Linked DNA regions of Mus musculus: region 2 is linked to region 1. A link is a contact called in public HiChIP or PLAC-seq data. All regions are on one chromosome and are shown on one strand. Each heading gives the region's core, a stretch centred on a gene start, on an enhancer-like site or on the middle of the called end of the contact. The rest is flanking DNA. Distances are from core to core; before and after follow the strand shown. Region 1 holds the start of Atp1b3 (ATPase, Na+/K+ transporting, beta 3 polypeptide). Region 2 has its middle 12 kb from the start of Gm51656.

The links. HiChIP or PLAC-seq counts read pairs in DNA pulled down with a chosen protein or histone mark.
Region 2: an H3K4me3 HiChIP or PLAC-seq map of forebrain shows a contact between it and region 1, with 2.7 times the contacts expected there. The contact joins the enhancer-like site here to the promoter of Atp1b3 in region 1. A contact is called at or near these places in 9 of 39 promoter capture datasets (the C10 cell line, the HPC-7 cell line, the SN4741 cell line and 5 more), 21 of 484 Hi-C or Micro-C datasets (the 63-12 cell line, the C10 cell line, the HPC-7 cell line and 13 more), 17 of 115 datasets of contacts at active chromatin or transcription factors (the HPC-7 cell line, the SCID.adh cell line, T-cell acute lymphoblastic leukemia and 11 more) and 3 of 9 other capture datasets (adipose tissue, liver and pancreatic islet).

The regions. Positions count from the first base shown.
Region 1 is chr9:96,362,933-96,366,355 of GRCm38.p6, reverse strand. Atp1b3 (ATPase, Na+/K+ transporting, beta 3 polypeptide) reads left to right here and starts at 1,925. Exons shown (of 7, transcript NM_007502.5): 1 at 1,925-2,310. The coding sequence starts at 2,202.
Region 2 is chr9:96,449,875-96,453,297 of GRCm38.p6, reverse strand. No RefSeq gene overlaps it. Among named protein-coding and RNA genes, the nearest start is that of Gm51656, 12 kb to the left of the region's middle. Within about 2 kb of position 1,852, at least 33 of the 459 cell types and tissues checked have an H3K27ac peak or open chromatin away from gene starts, as enhancers often do. A contact at or near this core is called in embryonic heart, forebrain, heart atrium and 1 more, where this site is marked.

The sequences.
Region 1 (3,423 bases), core at 676-3,175:
TGTTTACTGAATTATATTTGTATTTAAACCCTTATTTAGAAAAACCACAGAACACTAAGTATAAAAGCTGTATTTATGGCTATTAAAAACACAGAGACTGAAACTCTCAGCTGGCCACTAACATCTTTGAAATGTCATTTCATAACATTGTTTTCTATGTATTAGGTAATTATTTCTTAAAGCATGCTTGTTATACATGCACACACACAAAATAAGCAGATATATTTTTATATTTTATCCCAGATAGATGATGTATCTTTCATCGGTTTGCATATATAAAAAGCTCATAGTTAATCCTATCAGTATTCTAGCTACCCTAGTGTGCAGTTCAGGTTTTGAGGTAAAATTATTTCCATTCCTTAGCTTTTAGCCTTACCTATAATCTAGAGAAGCATTCTAGGCTTCTTGTGTAATATTTTGGTATTTCTAAAATCAGCTTCATGTCAAACTCTACAAATTGCTTCTGAAAATTTTTTTGGTGTTATTAGACCAAAAAAGTAACCGGAGGCAGAGAGAGGTGAGTGCAGGCCTTTAAGTCACAGCACTCCAGAGGCAGAGGCAGCACTCTGTGATCTGGAAACTAGCCTGGTCTGCAGAGTGAGTTCCAAGGCAGCCAGGGCAACACAGAGAAACCCTGTCTTGGAAAACAAACAAATAACTGGAGGGCGGAGGATGTAGTTCAGTTGGTGACATGCTTGTCATGTGCATGGTCCTTGGTTCCCTCCTCTCCCAATAACCCTAACCCCAGAAAAACAACAGTTGAAAACAAACAAAAATCCCCTGTAAATCAGGCATGGTAGCACATGCCTGTGATCTCAGTACCCAGGAAGTCGAGGCAGGAGGACAAGAGTGTGGGATACACAATGTCAAGTCAGCTGAAGCTACACAGCAAGATTCTGTCACAAACAAAACCAAACTGGATTTTGGATAGTCATAAACGTATGGGTGGGCGTGGTTAATGAAATTATTGCAAACAAAATGGGATTGCATTTATTCATTCATTATTGCTATTTAACAGAGGTTATTTAACATCTCTTTTCCGGAAACAAAAACAAAAAATCAAAATAACCTCACCTTCTGTTCAAACTTCCATTTTGAGTCTTTTAAAATCCCATTTATGGTGTTTCAGAATTTCAGAATGCAGCCTGAATTCCTGGCTCCGCCTAGGCGTAGCGGCCACCAGTGGCAAAGAAAACACCAGCCGAGTGGTTCAGGCATCTATCCCTAACTCTAACAACCTTAACCTTGTACTCCATCAAGTATTGTAGTTAACAATTGGAGTGACCGAGCCAGAAAAGAAAAAAAAAAAAAAAAGCAAGGCTTTAGTGAGCGGAAATCTTGGGAAAATATTTATATTGATTTCATTGATATGCTCGACTGAATCTGGAGAAAAAGTATACTGTACTCCATTTGGTTAACGATAGCATATTTAGAATAAAACTGCCATGACCCTCAGGCAACCCAAAAGCAGCTAGTCCACACTAGACGCTACAAACGCTGCCCGAGGCCCTGCAGCAGGTGCCGTTTAAAGACGTCACAGAGCCCCAAGGAGAACGCGCCACGGCGTATTGCAGAAGGCTCCGGGGCCAAGTATGTGCTCCAGGCTTTGACCACTAAGTCTCAGGCTGGGCTTCCACTAAGCCCAGCCACGGCCTGGGCTTCCAGTGGAGAGCGCTGTAGCCTCCTACGCCCACCTTCCTCGGGCCACCACCCTGCCGGTCAGTGTGCCCGGCAGACTTCCGCCCGCAGCCCCGCCGCGCTGGCTTCCTCGCACCTGGGCGGGGGCTACAGGGGCAAGTAGCCCGGCTGGGGCGTGGCTTGGCTGGGGGCGTGGCTCTGGCGTCAAGGGCGGACCTTGGAGATGTGGGCGTGGCGTGTTGTCGGGGGCGGGGTCATCCGGGCGGCTCTGGGCCTTTGGGCCGCGCCCAGCCGGGCGGGAGGCAGCGGCCGCGGTGCGCGCCAGCGGCGCGGGGATTGGCTGCGGCGGGCGGAGACGTCAGGCTCCCGGGGCCCCTGCGGCCGCCCGGCGCGGCGCGGCGCAGTCGGCTCTAGTGGTCTCGTAACGAAGAGTTGTTCCCGGCCGTGCCGTCCTCCGCTGTTGTCGCTGGGCTGCGCCGCCGCCGTCGCCAGGACGCGCCGCCGAGCCCCTCGTCGCCTCCAGCCCCGCGGCCTCCGTTCACCTCGACTTCCACACGCCCATCATGACGAAGACTGAGAAGAAATCCTTCCACCAGAGCCTGGCCGAGTGGAAGCTGTTCATCTACAACCCGAGCAGCGGAGAGTTTCTGGGGCGCACCTCCAAGAGCTGGGGTGAGCGCGCGGCGGGGCGGGCGGCGCGGCGGACGGCCCCATTCATTGCGGGCGGCCCGGCGGTCCGGCTCCGAGGCTGGGCGGCCGCTTGGCCAGCCCGAGCGGGGCACACGTGCTGCCGGTTCCCGCCGCGAGCGGCGCCGGAAGCGGGACCGGCCGGCCGGGCCGGGCCTCCTTTGTAGGGCGCGCGCCCTGGAGGCGCGGGCCGCGCGGACTGGGGAAGCCGGACCTGCCCCTCGCCTGCCTGGGGAGAGGAAATTTCCACTGCCCGCTATCTTGTGACTCGGCGGCGCTGCCACCCAGACGGCCGGGACAGTGCGGGCGAGCTCCGGGCGTGTGTGGGTTGCAGGGACGTGTGACGGGGAGTTAATCACTGGGGCACATTGTCCGCGAAAAAGCACTTGAATTCCGACTGAGAAAGGCCGGCTCCGAGAGGGCTTCTTCCTCCTCCTCCTTCTCCTCCTCCTCGGAGATCACAGCGCTTTTCTGCCTTGCAGATTTTGCTTTGGGGAAAGACGGTCCTATTAAACACCCCCTCCTCCCGTACCTTCAAAACATCCGAGTGGTGGTTGAATGTTAACAGATTTTCTCTGTGCGAACTCATTGTTTTAAAACGAAATAGTGAATCCGAGTTGATCGGTCTTCTGGGTTTTGTGCTGCTTTTAAGGTGAGGGGTCAAAAAAAATGTTAGTGAAGGTGGACAAGTGTATTCCATTTATTGCCTTTCTATTTAGACAATTTTACCTTTTTGAAATCCTTTTTTAAGAGTATTTTGTTAATGGGTAAGGACAGATTTTTTTTTTTCCATTCTGAGTAAGAATGGATTTTTAGAGCTGAGAGCCGTTGGGGCATGGCATTTTTAAGAGAAGCATTGAAGACCATAAGTGAGATATGGCTCACAAAATGACTTGTTCACTGAAGTGAGCTCCTCTAGGGTGCAAGGCTCTTTGACACTCTATCACAAGCTGAAAGGAGCCATGGAAGGTTTGGGGGGTTTTGTTTTGTTTTCTTAAATTCCAACCTCTAGTTCAGAAATGAAACCCAGAGGTTGTGATTCTTTGTAAAATTACATATTCCATGGGGCCAAGAAAAGAGCCCAGTCTCCTTTAATCC
Region 2 (3,423 bases), core at 603-3,102, 87 kb before region 1:
GGGAGAAGGGAAAGGGGGCCAGGGGGACAAAGGCAGAGGGAAAGAAACAATTGACAAAGTTGTCCTCTGCCCTTCAAACACTCTCTGTGACATATGCACACTCCCCCACATTCCTCAACGACAGCTGCATCAGCAGAGCCCACCCCAGTGTGGCTGACAGTCCACAGAAGTTGGGAACCTGGAAGCTCACTGCACAGCCTGCAGGCAGCTCAAGGGGCTGGAGAGAGTCCCTTTCAGTAGCTCAGTTGCTCTGAGCCTCTTCTAAGCAACTTGGTTAATCTTTGTTTCCTCCTGATTTCGGTTGGCTTGTCTTCGCTTCTTCCAGGCTCTCAGTCTGAGCTTCTTCTTAGCAGCTCATCTTATCTGAGAATCTTCTTTGCAAACTGGTCTTATGTGAGAGTGATTCACGGAGTCTTCATTGCCCGTGTACTTCTGTGGAGGGAGGGATCAAGTGAATCTGCTTAGATTCAGGGACTTCCTGAAACTAGTTTGAGTCATTTATGAGCTTGCTGCCTCGTAAATGCTGTATGGGAATATTTTATCTCTTCTTCTCACGTCTGCATAAATAAACACCCTGTCCTAAAATACCCCATTGTTTTACTTCCCTTTTACGTCCTGTTTCTTAAGTTTCCCTCCAAGATGGAAGGCTTTAGTCAGAGGAAACTACTACACTATCAAGGGACAGTGCTAAATGAAATGGCGCAGGTTTTAAAGGATCCACAGAAGCCCACAGCGCAATCCACCGTCAGTGGGTGCTTTTCCGTGGATGTCTGAGTGGTGGTGAAGCTAGTTTTTCTCTAAGTTCTGACCTATGAACTTGACCTATCTTCCTAAGAATCATGGGAAAGGGGATTTCCTCAGTGGATTACATTCTCAAACTCATTTTTCACTACTCAGAGACACGGATCTGGGATAATGCATTAATAGCCAAAGAGAGCTGGAGAGTGGTCAAAAGCACGCTTGCTGCTGCTTACCCAGAGGACCCAAGTTCAGTTCCCAGGATCTGGTAACTCCAGCTCCAGGGGATCCAATGCCCTCGCTGGATGCTGTGACATCTGTGCACGCGTGCACACACACACACACACACACACACACACACACACATAAACAAAGACACACACAGACAGACACACAGACATACACACACACACACACACACACACACACAGACATACATACAGAGACACACATACAGAGGCATAAACATTCATACACAAAGACACACAGAGACACACACACACACACTTTTTAAAACACGATTTTATTATTTATTTATTTTTGTTTTTCAAGACAGGGTCTCTCTGTGTAGCACTAGCTGTTCTAGAGCTCACTCTGTAGACCAAGCTGGTCTTAAACTCAGAGAAATCTCTCTGCTTCTGCCTCCACAGTGTTGGGATTAAAGGTATGTGCCACCACTGGCTGGCTAAAACCCTATTTTAAAAAAGAAAGAAAACAGCTGGGCGGTGGTGGCACATGCCTTTAATCCCAGTACTTGGGAGGCAGAGGCAGGCAGATTTCTGAGTTTGAGGCCAGCCTGGTCTATAGTGTGAGTTCCAGGATAGCTAGGGCTACACAGAGAAACCCTGTCTCGAAAAAGAAAAAAAAAGAAAAAGAAAAGGAAAAGAAAGAAAGAGGCCAGCAAATCTCCATGCCTCCGGTGAGTATCAGAGCTGGCGGCAGGGTGCTGAGCAATCATCTCTGTGACACAGGTGATTGTCTGAAGCTCAGCAGGCTAAGCCAAAGGGTTGCGACAAGTTCATTCCAGAATTTTCCGAGCCATATCTGCTCTGGGAAATAGTCAGGGGCTGACAGGCAGTCACAATGTTTTGACAGTGTGAGAGAGGTTGTTTGTTTGGGGGGAGGGACCTCTCTTTCTTTTCCCCTCAGCTGTTCCTTCACACTGAATGGCTTTGTTTTTAGCTGCTTTAGCCTCGATATGTAAAGGCTTAGATACTCTTGCCCTCAGGACACGGTTGTTATTTTTGGAGCAGAGGTGCTTAGCCTGATCTAAAACAATTTCTGCCCTTTGTGAGTTCTCCAGCCCTGTGTGCTTAGGCCTGAGAGTCTTCTCTGTCCCCCAGCCTTGCTTCTGGAGGCCGGGATATGGACCAGCCCCCCCTGGAACGTCACTGCTCTGGTGTCCCACAGACTCCTTGGCACCCACAGTCCATTTGTTAGATTGTGTGCTTGGAACAGCCAGACCCCGTGCTGTAGGGTGGCCTGCTTCCTGTCTTTGGAGTCATGGAAAATTCCTGCGTCATTCAGAGCCCACACTCCAAGTTCTCTCCCTCGTTGATTTGGCCTTTTCAGCTCACATCTAATCACTAATCACATCTAATCACTAATCACATCTAATCACTAATGTTTAGGGTCAGGATGACCCTCTCTGTTTCATTTTAATGGAAGGTGTGTCAGGTCACCCAGTCCTCAGGCCCAACCCAGCTTTAGCTAGAGGGTGTCTGCAGGCTACTAGGATGTAACCTGTAGGGTAGAGCTGCCGTGCTGCCTGGCTAGCCAATAGTAGTCAAGTTCTAATGGAAAAATCCTTGTCTGCCTTGATGGGTCCCAGTCGCAGACCAGCTGCCCCATGGTCAGTCCCTGCATGTTGGTTAAACTCAGGCAGCATGTGGGCCACTTGGTACACAGCCATGGGGACATGAGAACCTAGACATAATGCTCTCTACTCCGCTGGCCTGCAGAGCCTAGAGTTCATTGCACAGGCTGTGGACAGGTACCCCCCACCCCCACCCCCCCCCCGCCGCCGCCAGGAAAAGGAACAGGACCTGTCAGGCAGTCACATGACCTGGTCAAGGTCCATGCCATGGTTCCAAGACATCTTGGCCAATCCCTTAGGGGAATGTCATCAAATGGGGTGGAACTTTTTTCTGGTTAATTGTCCCAGTGGTGGTGTGAGAAGGATGCCGCTCTAAGAAAATACACATCTTGAAAAGCAGGCTTGCTCTTTGTAAGGCAAGAGCATCATGGAGCTGCTCAAGGAAGTCAGGAAGTGAGAGAAAGGGGCGGGAAGAAGAGGGAGAAGAAGAGAGGAAGAGGATGAAGGGAGGAGCAGGAGGAAGAGGAGAAGGAGAGAGAAGGGAAGGAGGAGAAAGAGGAGAAGGAAGAGGGAAGAGAAGGAGAAAGAGAAGGAGGAAGGTGAAAAGGGAGGAGGAGAAGGAAGGGGGATAGGGGAGAAGACAGCAGCTGGGTACCAGCAGCATCCTTCATTGTCCTACTCCTCTGAGCTGGCCCAATTCCTAGTCCCACCACTTCCTAATTAAGCCTTTAAATCATAAGGCCGCCAAAGGGACTGACCTCTTGATTATATTAATGCCCTCATGATCCAATCACTCCCCCAAAGTCCACCAGCTGGCAGCCACATCTTTACCACACGAGTCTTCAGGGGACAGTTCAGATCCAAATCAG